2 separate regions of the Sus scrofa genome follow, and region 2 is linked to region 1. Evidence: chromatin contacts called from public HiChIP or PLAC-seq data. All regions are on one chromosome and are shown on one strand. Each heading gives the region's core, a stretch centred on a gene start, on an enhancer-like site or on the middle of the called end of the contact. The rest is flanking DNA. Distances are from core to core; before and after follow the strand shown. Region 1 overlaps PLCL2 (inactive phospholipase C-like protein 2). Region 2 overlaps PLCL2 (inactive phospholipase C-like protein 2).

Evidence for each region. HiChIP or PLAC-seq counts read pairs in DNA pulled down with a chosen protein or histone mark.
Region 2: a contact with region 1 is called in an H3K27ac HiChIP or PLAC-seq map of skeletal muscle. The contact joins two enhancer-like sites. A contact is called at or near these places in 2 of 2 datasets of contacts at active chromatin or transcription factors (alveolar macrophages and skeletal muscle).

What each region holds. Positions count from the first base shown.
Region 1 is chr13:3,995,455-4,000,907 of Sscrofa11.1, forward strand. The region is part of intron 2 of PLCL2 (inactive phospholipase C-like protein 2); the gene reads left to right. Among named protein-coding and RNA genes, the nearest start is that of PLCL2, 6.0 kb to the left of the region's middle. Within about 2 kb of position 2,692, at least 17 of the 83 cell types and tissues checked have an H3K27ac peak or open chromatin away from gene starts, as enhancers often do. A contact at or near this core is called in skeletal muscle, where this site is marked.
Region 2 is chr13:4,171,381-4,176,833 of Sscrofa11.1, forward strand. PLCL2 (inactive phospholipase C-like protein 2) reads left to right here. Exons shown (of 7, transcript XM_021069677.1): 6 at 3,758-3,867. Among named protein-coding and RNA genes, the nearest start is that of PLCL2, 180 kb to the left of the region's middle. Within about 2 kb of position 3,446, at least 2 of the 83 cell types and tissues checked have an H3K27ac peak or open chromatin away from gene starts, as enhancers often do. A contact at or near this core is called in skeletal muscle, where this site is marked.

The DNA.
Region 1 (5,453 bases), core at 1,442-3,941:
AGAAAGTTCCTGCTCTCTCTAGGTTATCTTAATTTCTCAAGTGGTTGTTTGGGGTTTATCAGTCTTGTATCTTGTTTATTGTCTTATACTCCTAAGATGACTGGACTCCTTTTTCTTGCCTGTTTTCAATTTGCATTTTCTTAAACAGCCTTTAAAACTATGGAAACAGTGTTGAAAGTTGATCAAGCCTGGAATCTTGGGAAGGCATATGCTATATTTAAATAGGTAATTACTCGGTACTTACTCCCTTTCAGTTGTCGCCTTGAAGGATCAAGATTTTAGAAATTTAGTGTGGCATTTTCTAAAGACATGACAGCGTCAAGCTAATAGCCTAATAGAATAAAGACATCTTTTTCTTTAATATCACATTTCATAAAACAGCGAATAGCGCACAGATATTTTTATCACATGAATGGCAGAATTGCATTTCATTTCTGTTAAAAAATAATAAACAGCTTAACAGGAGCCCACGTGAAAACAATGCTGACATCTTTCTTTGGTTTCCTTGTGTTCTTTGTGAGTAAAGGGGTAAATGCAGTCAAGTGATGGAAGAGTGGAGGCGGGAGGAGATTAGTGAGTAAGGTGGTAATTGAGGGCTTGAGGGAATGTCAGGAAGAGAGGGAGCTCGCTAAGAAACAGAGGCCAGTGTTTCTGGGGTCATTAGTTGAAATGTTGGCTCTGCCTGTTTCCCAGCTTCCATCTTCATTAAGTCTTGACCTTTCTCTTCCTTGGGGATCCCCAAATCCGGGAGAGAAGCAACAGCCAAAATGGGCTAAAGAGTGTGTGAGGAGGGGGAATACTGCTGAGGTGCATGGCACATGTAGAAATCCACTGTAGGTTGACCAGAATTATATTCCTTATTTAAAATTATTTCTTTGGAACTCCATCTGTTTTGTAAATATGGTGTTGAGTAAGAAATTGTTGTAAAACTACATTTTCTGCCAAGCTAGATGCACAGATCCATACTAAAAGAGCTCCTTGGTTATGGTAACAAGTGTCGATGGAAATTCAGAGTGAGCAGCCTTGTAGGACTTTTTAAAGTACCTTGTGAAGATAAGTGAATCATGAAACTCATCATCAGAATTTTTTGCTTTTCCTTAGCTTGTTGAAAATAATGTTACTCTCTGAGATTATTTGCAAAGGCCTTTTACTAGATTTTTTAGGGGAGAAGCTGTTGTATCTGTCATCTTAAGTAATCTAGTAAATGAAAACATCACTTTCATTTTCTCTTTCCATATTTCATTTCATCACACTATTCAATACAACCCACACTTTATTTTGAAACAGTTAATGTGGTTAATTGTTCAAATGGCGTTCATTTTCTACAAGCAGCTCAATCCTTTAATTCAAAAGCTTGGTCTAAATATATGAAGTAGCATTTTAAGCCTTCAATTTCTTTGTAATTTTTTGAAATAAGCAAAGTTAAAATGACTTAGTTTTGATGGTTTACTTTATTCAAAACTAATTAAATATTTTGGTTCATACTTTAGAAGCTGTTGTATAATTTGCTAAAGTAAAAGTCACCCTTGTTGGTGTCTAGTTTTATGGAATTTGCCAAATGCACATAGTTGTGTGATTACCGTCACAACCAAGATCCAGAACAGTTCTACCACCTCAAAAAATTCTCCTAGCCCCTTTGTAGCCTTCCCTGCCTCCTATCCCCAGACCATGGCAACTATTGATCTTGGATATTTTAAAAAATAAGTTGGAAATATAGCCATTGTACTGTCTTGGTATTTAAAAGTAATAACAGCAGCCACTGTTTCTTAGGCATTTAGTAGGTGCAAAACACATACAATGTGTTGAACATGGTTCTGTGACTTGGTCCTACACCAACCATTTGCACTGAAGAAAACCAGAGTTCAAAGAGGTTAACCGGGTTGCCCAGGGTGCTGGAGCTGGTGGTTGTACCCCACTTGGGTATGGCTGCACTCCCCTGCGACCCCCTTACACCAGCAGTAATTTTTTTGTGTAATTAAGGTAGCACTGGTGGTTTAGAATACCAGATTTGATTTTCCCCTTTAAATGTAGGTGATACGGAAGGGGAAAAAGGCATCTCAATTTCTCCTGGCAGAATAAGTTGACGGATAATATAGCCAGGCAGCTGTTTAGTCACCTGTTACGGCTGCTTGACTAAAGCTTCCAGCTTCACAGGGACCAAAGGTTTGACCTTGCCCAAGGTGGCAGCAGTTAGTTTTCTTAATAGCACTATCGTCCTTGTTATAGTATCACAGTGCGTAGGAGAAACACCTTTACTAACTTTACGGCAACGCAGATCCTTGTGTCTTGATGCTGAGCACCCCAGCGTAGGGAGCAAGGAAGATTTTCATATCTATTATGCATATTTAAATAAAATAATTAAAATGTACATGTGGATATTACGGTTTAAATAAACTAGACTCTTTGCAGGCCAAAGCTGGCTGTATTTATCAGTTCTGCACAGAAAGTAAGCACTTGGTAACCATTTTCTGAATTTTATCTTAGGAATAATACCTGCATTTGACTTCAGACTTTTTTTAGAATGAGTAGGGGGTGGGGAGGAGACAACTGCAGGCCCTGCAAACTTGTGGGCGTGTCATGAATATTCAACAGACAGTAACCGCATCACAAAGTGAATTTGTCTGCACAGACCAGCAGCCTGGATCATTTAGGTCAGAAAAATCTGATGGCCAATCAGCAACTCCCCACGTTGTAGGATGCCTTTGAGGCCACACTAGATAACTGCTGAAAGGCGGGTGCAGGGCCTCCGGTCTCAGATACTCACAGAGCTTTTGCCACAATTCAGAGTTCAGTTGCAAAATCATCCGGAGTGTTTGTTCATTCTCATCACCTAAAAGTTGCCTGCCCCTTTTGCTTCTTCCCTTGCTTGTCTTCCTATCTCCCCTCCAAACAGTTATGCTTGACTTGTGGTGGTGTTTTTCACCAGGTCCTAGTCGGCAACTGACAGGAAATTGTTTATTTTTTTTAATTTGCTGATCTTGGCCTCTCAAGTTATTTTCTTAGAGTGCTCTCTCCCATAATCTGTTCAGTTCCTTTTATAGTTCTGTGTGCGCTGCAAGGGGTCTAAATGAGACTGTTCTTTTTTTCTTTTGCTTTTGCTTTTTTTAATGCTTAAGTTCCCCATGCCTTAGTATTCAGCAAAATAGGGCAGTGCAGTCTAAATGCAGGTATAGATGAGGTATGAACATTCACATTTTCTCTTCAGACACTATTTTATACATGTGTGTCCAAGAATAGATGCTGTGTTCCTTATCAGTACTAAATTTTGGCTGTTGTTACTTGCTCCCCTCCCAGATCTCTGGATTAGTTTAGTTACTTTTTATTTTATATCAGTGGAATCTGTAGTACAGGGGATATTCAAATATTTTTACCACTGGGCCACAGGGTCTAAAACCATACAAGCTGCCTGGCCAACGTTTTCTGCTGATGTTAATGGTAAATTGAGAGGGTTATATATACCGGGCGTGGTTGTTAGTAGTGACTCAGATAAGTCCCCCCTCCCCCCGCCCCCGGGGAGGGTGTTCAGTAGTACCTATTTTTCTTGTGTCAGAATAATTCCATAGCTTTAGGGGTCTCAGAGTATATAATTACCTATATTGAACTTTAGTGACAGTTGTGTGAGTAGGCCAGTCTGCTGGCAGAATGCTTGGCACTGACCTGTTTTCAAGGGCCAGAGGAGGGCAGGTGGCAGGTCCTGCCGGCCTCTAGTGCTTGGTCACATGGCAGAGGAAATTAGGTGAAATGTTCTAGCTAATAATTGCAGCTGGGCTATGCAGGCAGACCGACTTCTATTGGGCTTCACTTTCTTGTGCTTCGCAGATGGTGTGTTTTTAATAAGTTGAAGGTTCGTGGCAACCTTGTGTTGAACCAATCTATTGGTGTCATTTTTCCAGCATCATTTGCTCACTTGATGTCTCTGTGTCGTATTTTGGTAATTCTCACACTATTTCAAAAATATGTCATGTTTGTGATGGTGATCTGTGATCACTGATCTTCGATGTTAACTATCGTTATCGTTTTGGGGCACCCCAAATTGTTCCCGTATCAGATGGTGGTGAACTTAATCCATAAATGTTATGTGTGTCTTGACTGCTCTTTCACGTTCCTGGGTCTCCCTATTCCCTGAGACCCAACAGTATTGAAATTAGGCCAATTAATAGCCATAGTCCTATAATGACCTATGAGTGCTCGAGTGAAAGGAAGAGTCAAACACCTCTCACTTTAAATTAAAAGCTAGAAATGGTTAAGCTTAGTGAGGAAGGTATGTCAAAAGCCAAGATAGATCTCTTGTGCTAAACAATTAGCTAACTTTTTTTTTTTTTTTTTTGGTCTTTTGTCTTTTTGTTGTTGTTGTTGTTGTTGTTGTTGTTGTTGCTATTTCTTGGGCCGCTCCCGCGGCATATCGCGGCATATGGAGGTTCCCAGGCTAGGGGTTGAATTGGAGCTGTAGCCACCAGCCTACGCCAGAGCCACAGCAACGCGGGATCCGAGCCGCGTCTGCAACCTACACTACAGCTCACAGCAACGCCGGATTGTTAACCCACTGAGCAAGGCCGGGGATCGAACCCGCAACCTCATGGTTCCTAGTCGGATTCGTTAACCACTGCGCCACGACGGGAACTCCTAGCTAACTTTTTAATGCAAGGAAAGTTCTTGAAGGAAATTAAAAGTGCTACTCCAGTAAACACATGGATATAAGAGAGCAAAACAGCCTTTTTGCTGCTATGGGGACAGCTTTAGTGGTCTGCACAGAAAATCAAACCAGCCACCACATCCCAGGCCTCATCCAGAGCAAGGTCCAAACTCTCTTCCATTCTTTGAAGGCTGAGAGAGGTGAGAAGGCTGCAGAAAAAAAGTTTGAAGCTGGCAGAGATTGGTTCGTAAGGTTTAAGGAAAGAAACCATCTCTGCAACGTAAATATGCAAGGTGAAACAGCAAGTGCTTATTTGGAAGCTGCAGCAAGTTATCCAGAGATCTAGCTAGGATCATTCGTTAAGTTGGCTATATTATATAACAGATTTTCAATGTCGACAACAGCCCTCTATTAGAAGAAGACACCATGTAGGACTTAACATAGCTATAGAGGAGAAGTCAGTCCCTGGCTTCAGAGCCTCACGGGCCAGGCTGACTCTTGTTAGAGGCTAATGCAGTTGAAGCCAAGGCTGATGAAGTTGAAGCCAATGCTGATTTGCCATTCCTAAAATCCTAGGAACCTTAAGAATTATGCTAAGTCTACCCTGCCTGTGCCTTATAAAGAGAACAGCAAAACTTGGATGACAGCTCATCTGTTGACAACATGGTTTGCTGAATATTTTAAGCCTACTCTTGAGACATCTTGCTCAGAAGAAAAGATTCCTTTCAAGATGACTGCTCATTGACAATGCACCTGGTCCCCCAAGAGCTCTGATGGAGATGTACAGTGAGATTCATCTTGTTTCTATACACTTGCTAAC
Region 2 (5,453 bases), core at 2,196-4,695, 180 kb after region 1:
AGTAGCCTGTGTGTGGTCAGGCAGCTCTATCATGCGGTCTCCCGTGAGCATCACTTCCGTTTCCCTCCCTGACGGATCCCTTTCCCTGTGCCTCTTGGAAACCATTCAGCTATATGGCCTCTTGTCATAGAAGGTTATGGCTCCGCCTCTTCCCTTTGCTACGTTCCAGTCAGGGTGTCCATCTACTGAGCCTCAGTGGTGCTTAAGATTATAGTGCCTCGGGACTCTCAGAAATAGAGACGTTCGGAATAGTAACAGTTGGTATCCTGAAATCCTGATCATGTTTTAAAACTTAAGACCCTCAGAGTCTTATTGCCACCTCACTTGGCCACATTCTAGGAAGTGGGTCTGAGTCATCACAGCACATGCCAGGGAGTCTCTCAGATGTGGCCAGGGGAAAATGTGTGTGTGTGTGTGTGTTTTACTCTAGGAGAAATCCTGTGTTTTAGGACATACTTGCCACCTACTCATGGTTATTATTATTTTTTTTTTTCAATATGCTAAGCCAAGCACATCCAGGAAAGGTCAGATCTAAATGTGGAGGTGTGACCCCCCCATGTGAGCCAGGCCACCAGCAGTGGGCTGGAGTGGTTTAGTGAACAGGTTGGGGTGTTGACAAAGAGAGCCTGAAGAAAAGGAGAATGGTCAGTGTGGCAGTTTCCCAGACAATGTAATGCATTTTACTAATTACTGTTCTTTTTTGAAGCTGGTGAGGTTCTTAAGCCTAAGAAGCATGACAGGAATTAGGACTATATAATTCCTATTAGGAGGGGAGAAAATAGAGAAGGAAGACTGAATTGGCAGCTTATTATGTTTATCATTTGTATCAGCCTTGCTCACTGTTTAAAGACACTAAGGACTGAAGTTACTGTAAGTCACTGTGTAAAGAGCTGCTTTGAAATGGTGTTGTAGGACTTTCCATTGTGGCTCAGGGGGTTAAGAACCTGATGTAATGTCCATGAGAATGTGGGTTCGATCCCTGGCCTAACTCAGTGGGTTAAGGATCTGGCATTGCCACAAGCTATGGCACAGGTCACAAATACAGCTTGGATCTGGTGTTGCTGTGGCTGTGGTGTAAGACAGCTGCTGTAGCTCTGATTCAACCTTTAATCTGGGAACTCTCATATGCTGCTGGTGCTATCCTGAAAAAAAAAAGAAAAAAAAAAAGAGAAAGAAATGGTGTTGCATAGAAAGGGAGTTAGAAATTGGGATGTCCAACTGAACAGTAAAAATGTTCAAAAGAATACAGGAAGTGTCTTGCAAAAATAACAGCTGCTCCCACATTATTTGTAATAGCAAAAGATTGGAGATGGCGTCCATTGGTTGGTACTGTTTAAATAAATGCCGGCCCATCCATACAATGTGGGAGCCTGTGTTGCTGTTAGAAAAAGAGTGAGAAAGAGCTCGATACACTGGCAGAGCGTGATCTCCACTGTGTAGTTACCTGAGGGAAAAACCATGGCAAGACAGTGCACGCAATATGCTGCTTTTGTGCAAGAAAGGGAGGATTATAGACACACAGACCCATTTGCTTCGATTTTCAAGAAGGAACAAGACAATAAAAGATAAATGAAAAACTAATAAAAATGTATAGCGAGAGGGAAGGGTCAGGGTGGAGGAGACCAGGAAGAAAGTAAGAATTACTTGGATACACCCTGATATGTGGTTTGACTTTGGAATCATAAAATGAATTATTTCCAAAGAAGCAAAAACAATTCCCACCCTATATACACAAATGGAAAAAAAAAAAAAAAAAAAAAAAAGGAAACGAATGAACTCATATTTAGTGACAAAACTGCATAAGAAAGTATTCTTTTTTTTTTTTTTTTTCCTTTTTCTTTTTAAGTTTGCACCCACGGCATATGAAAGTTCCCAGGCTAGGGGTCTAATCGGAGCTGCAGCCGCTGGTCTACACCACAGCCACAGCAACGCCAGATCCAAGCCTCGTCTGCTATCTACACCACAGCTCACGGAAACCCTGGATCCTTAACCCACTGAGCGAGGCCAGGGATCAAACCCGAAACCTCATGGTTCCTAGTTGGATTCATTTCTGCTGCACACAACTGGAACTCCCAGAAAGTAATTATTCTAACTGAACTTAGAACACAATATTTTTACGGTATGTTCTCAATGAGACATACTCTAAGGACAAAAATATTGCAAAATTTAAATTGTATTTAGCAGTTATGTTGATGTGGTTAAGAATTGTTTACCTAAGAGAAAAGAAATAAGCATAATTTTTTTAATTATGTAAAATTCCTGTATACTTAAAGTTGAATGGAAAGTACTAGCAAGATCTTACTCTTCCCTTAAAAAAAAAATGTACCTCGAATTTGTTCAATGAAAAGGCTTAGGGAGGAGTTCCTGTCGTGGTGCAGCAGAAACGGATCTGATTAGGAACCATGAGGTTGCAGATTCTGCTCGGATCTGACGTTGCTGTGGCTATGGTGTAGGCCAGCAACTGTAGCTCCAATTATATTCCTAGCCTGGGAACCACCATATGCCACGGATATGGCCCTAAAAAGCATGCACGCGTGTACAGACACACACACACCCACACCCACACCCACACACACACACACACACACAGGCCTAGGGAATTTCTCTTGTGGCTCAGTGGAAACGAATCTGACTAGCATCCATGAGGACAAAGGTTCAATCCCTGACCTCGCTCAATGGGTTAAGGATCCAGCATTGCTGTGAGCTGTGGTGTAGGTCACAGATGCAGCTTGGATCCCACATTGCTGTGGCTGTGGTTTAGACCAGCAGCTACAGCTCCAATTGGACCCCTAGCCTGGAAACCTCCATATGTGGCAGAAGCGGCCCTAAAAAGACACACACACACACACACACACACACACACCCTTAGAAAACAATGAAAACTCAGCAACAATGCACTCCTAGCTCCCAGATTTGGTCTCTAAACACCATTCCCCACTGTAAGAATCCAGGGATCCTTGGAGAAATGCCTGGTTTTAGTCTGAGATGAAAAATGTGCTTAACTCCAGAACCTCTTGTGCCAGAAGGCAAGGGACATATCAGAGGGTAATTGATGATTTCAGAAGGACCTAGAAACCTGTCTGAAGTGTTCAGTTGGCCAGAGATGGGATAATTGACTGCAAATGAATATGTAAAGAATTCATGAGTTGTAATGATATTAAACCAGTAAAAGGACTGTCATACCACTCCTGCATTGAGACTATTTCAAATAACAATGGGGAACATGCATGTATTATGTAAATTATGGAAGAGTCATAAATGCAGAATTAGAGTTCTTGGGCCTTCTCCCCATCCCCTCTTTTCTGCAGTAGACTTGGTATCTGACCTCAGGACTGGAAATACAGTGCTTTGCACTCTTTTTACCCCCAGTTGCCAACATCGTGTTCTCAGCAGAGCCGAAATCTGACTCTGAAATTCTAGTCCAGCTGTTCCTCCTGCTCCTTTCACAGCCTTAATCTCGTAATGCAGCTAAGTCTCAGATTCCCCATCTCTGACCTAAGGATGAGAACAGTCACCTGTGCCCTGTCTGCCCCTCAAAACCAGGAGGAACGGTCACTCACTTCTGCTGTGTCTTCCACCTCCCCAGTGCCATGAATTTGCAGTGTTTCCCCATAGTTACATCCTGAAATAGGCACTTTATGAAATCCCAGTGGAGATTGGGATCGTTTTAGCTGGCGTCTAGAAAACTAAATATTGCTGGTTCATTACCGCAGATTGGTTGGGGAAGTAATATCCTTTGTCTTTTTGTTTTTTTCAGCCATGGAATTCCACGAACACTTGCACAGCATAGGCACCAAGGAAGGCTTGAAGGAACGCAAACTGCAAAAAGCAGTGGAGAGCTTTACCTGGAATATTACCATCTTAAAGGTATTTTCCACATTGTTTCTGATGCTAGTGACTTTGCAGCCTGTGAGTATACCATTGCTGCATGGACATCATCAGCCCCTCGCGGCTGCAGTGTGATCACAGGAGTCCAGTGGGAGCCTTACTTCCTGGAGAATCCGCAGGCACAGTAGCTGGGCAGTGGGGCTCAGAGGGAGGACAGGGAGACTTAAGTGATTGGCATGTTGTGGATTCTGCCAAGAAGGGAAAGGACCCTGCATTTCACCCTTGAAGCACTGTCAAGTTCACAAATGCCAGTTGCTACATGTGAAATAGAAAACATTGATTACTGAGGAATGACTGGGAATTTGAAGATTCTAGTTACTCAGATTTCATTCAACACTTTAAAGTATCATCAGAGCCTTAATATTAATATGATCCCAGAAAAAATTAGGAAAGAATTGTAGGTGAGCATAATCAAAAGAAATATGTAAAGGAATTGCCGTTTGAAAGAAATTTTCCTTCAAGGGAAAAGCCATCTCTGTGTATCTCCTTCTTTCTTTCTTTTCCTTTCTCTCAGTCGGTCTTTCTCCCTCCCTCCATCCTTCTCTCCTTTCCTTCTATCTCAGCATGACCATTTAAGAAATTAAATTTTATTTTTATTTTAAAAGTACCATATTTTCATTATAAAAAATGTCAAAATAGCATCTCTAAAGGTAAACATAGTCTCACCATCCAGGATCTTTTGCTGTACATTCTTCCAGTCTTTTTCTCTATGGTATATGTATTATGACATGATTTATTTATTTATTTATTTATTTTTGCCTTTTCTAGGGCTGCTCCCGCAGCATATGGAGGTTCCCAGGCTAGGGGTCGAATCGGAGCTGTAGCCGCCGGCCTACACCAGAAACACAGCAATGCCAGATCCGAGCTGCATCTGCCACCTACATCACAGCTCATGGCAACACTGGATCGTTAACCCATTGAGCAAGGCCAGGGATTGAACCTGCAACCTCATGGTTCCTAGTTGGATTCATTTCTGCTGCACCATGATGGGAACTCCATTTTTTTTTTTTTTTTTTTATGGTGACTCCTGCAGCATATGGAAGTTCCTGGGCCTCGGATTGATTCTGAGCCACAGCTGTGACCTATGCCATAGCTGCAGCAACGCTGGATCATTTAACCCACTGGGTCTGGCCTGGGGATCAAACCTGCGCCTCTGCAATGACCCAAGCTGCTGCAGTTGGATCCTTAACCTGCTGCACTACAGTGGGAACTCCTATTATGACATGATTTTTAAAATAATGTTATGTATATGCCTTGAAACTTTCTTGCATTTTGCCTCAATGATCTTTACTTTCCTTCATCTTAGGCTTGGATAATAATAACAGAAACATTATTTCATTCTGGACCTTGCACAACTCAATGTAATATTACTCTCTGGTTCACCCTCCACACTTTCTTCTTGGTTGACTTTGAAACAGTAATGACATTATCACAGCTGCCTCTTGTAATTTCCCTGTTCCCCCTCAACTTAAAGGATCCCATCCTGCAGCTGTTAACAGTTTTCTGACTTAATTTAATAAAAAGTCGCCCTTCCAAAGCTAGTCAGCTTGCATTCTCTCATGTTA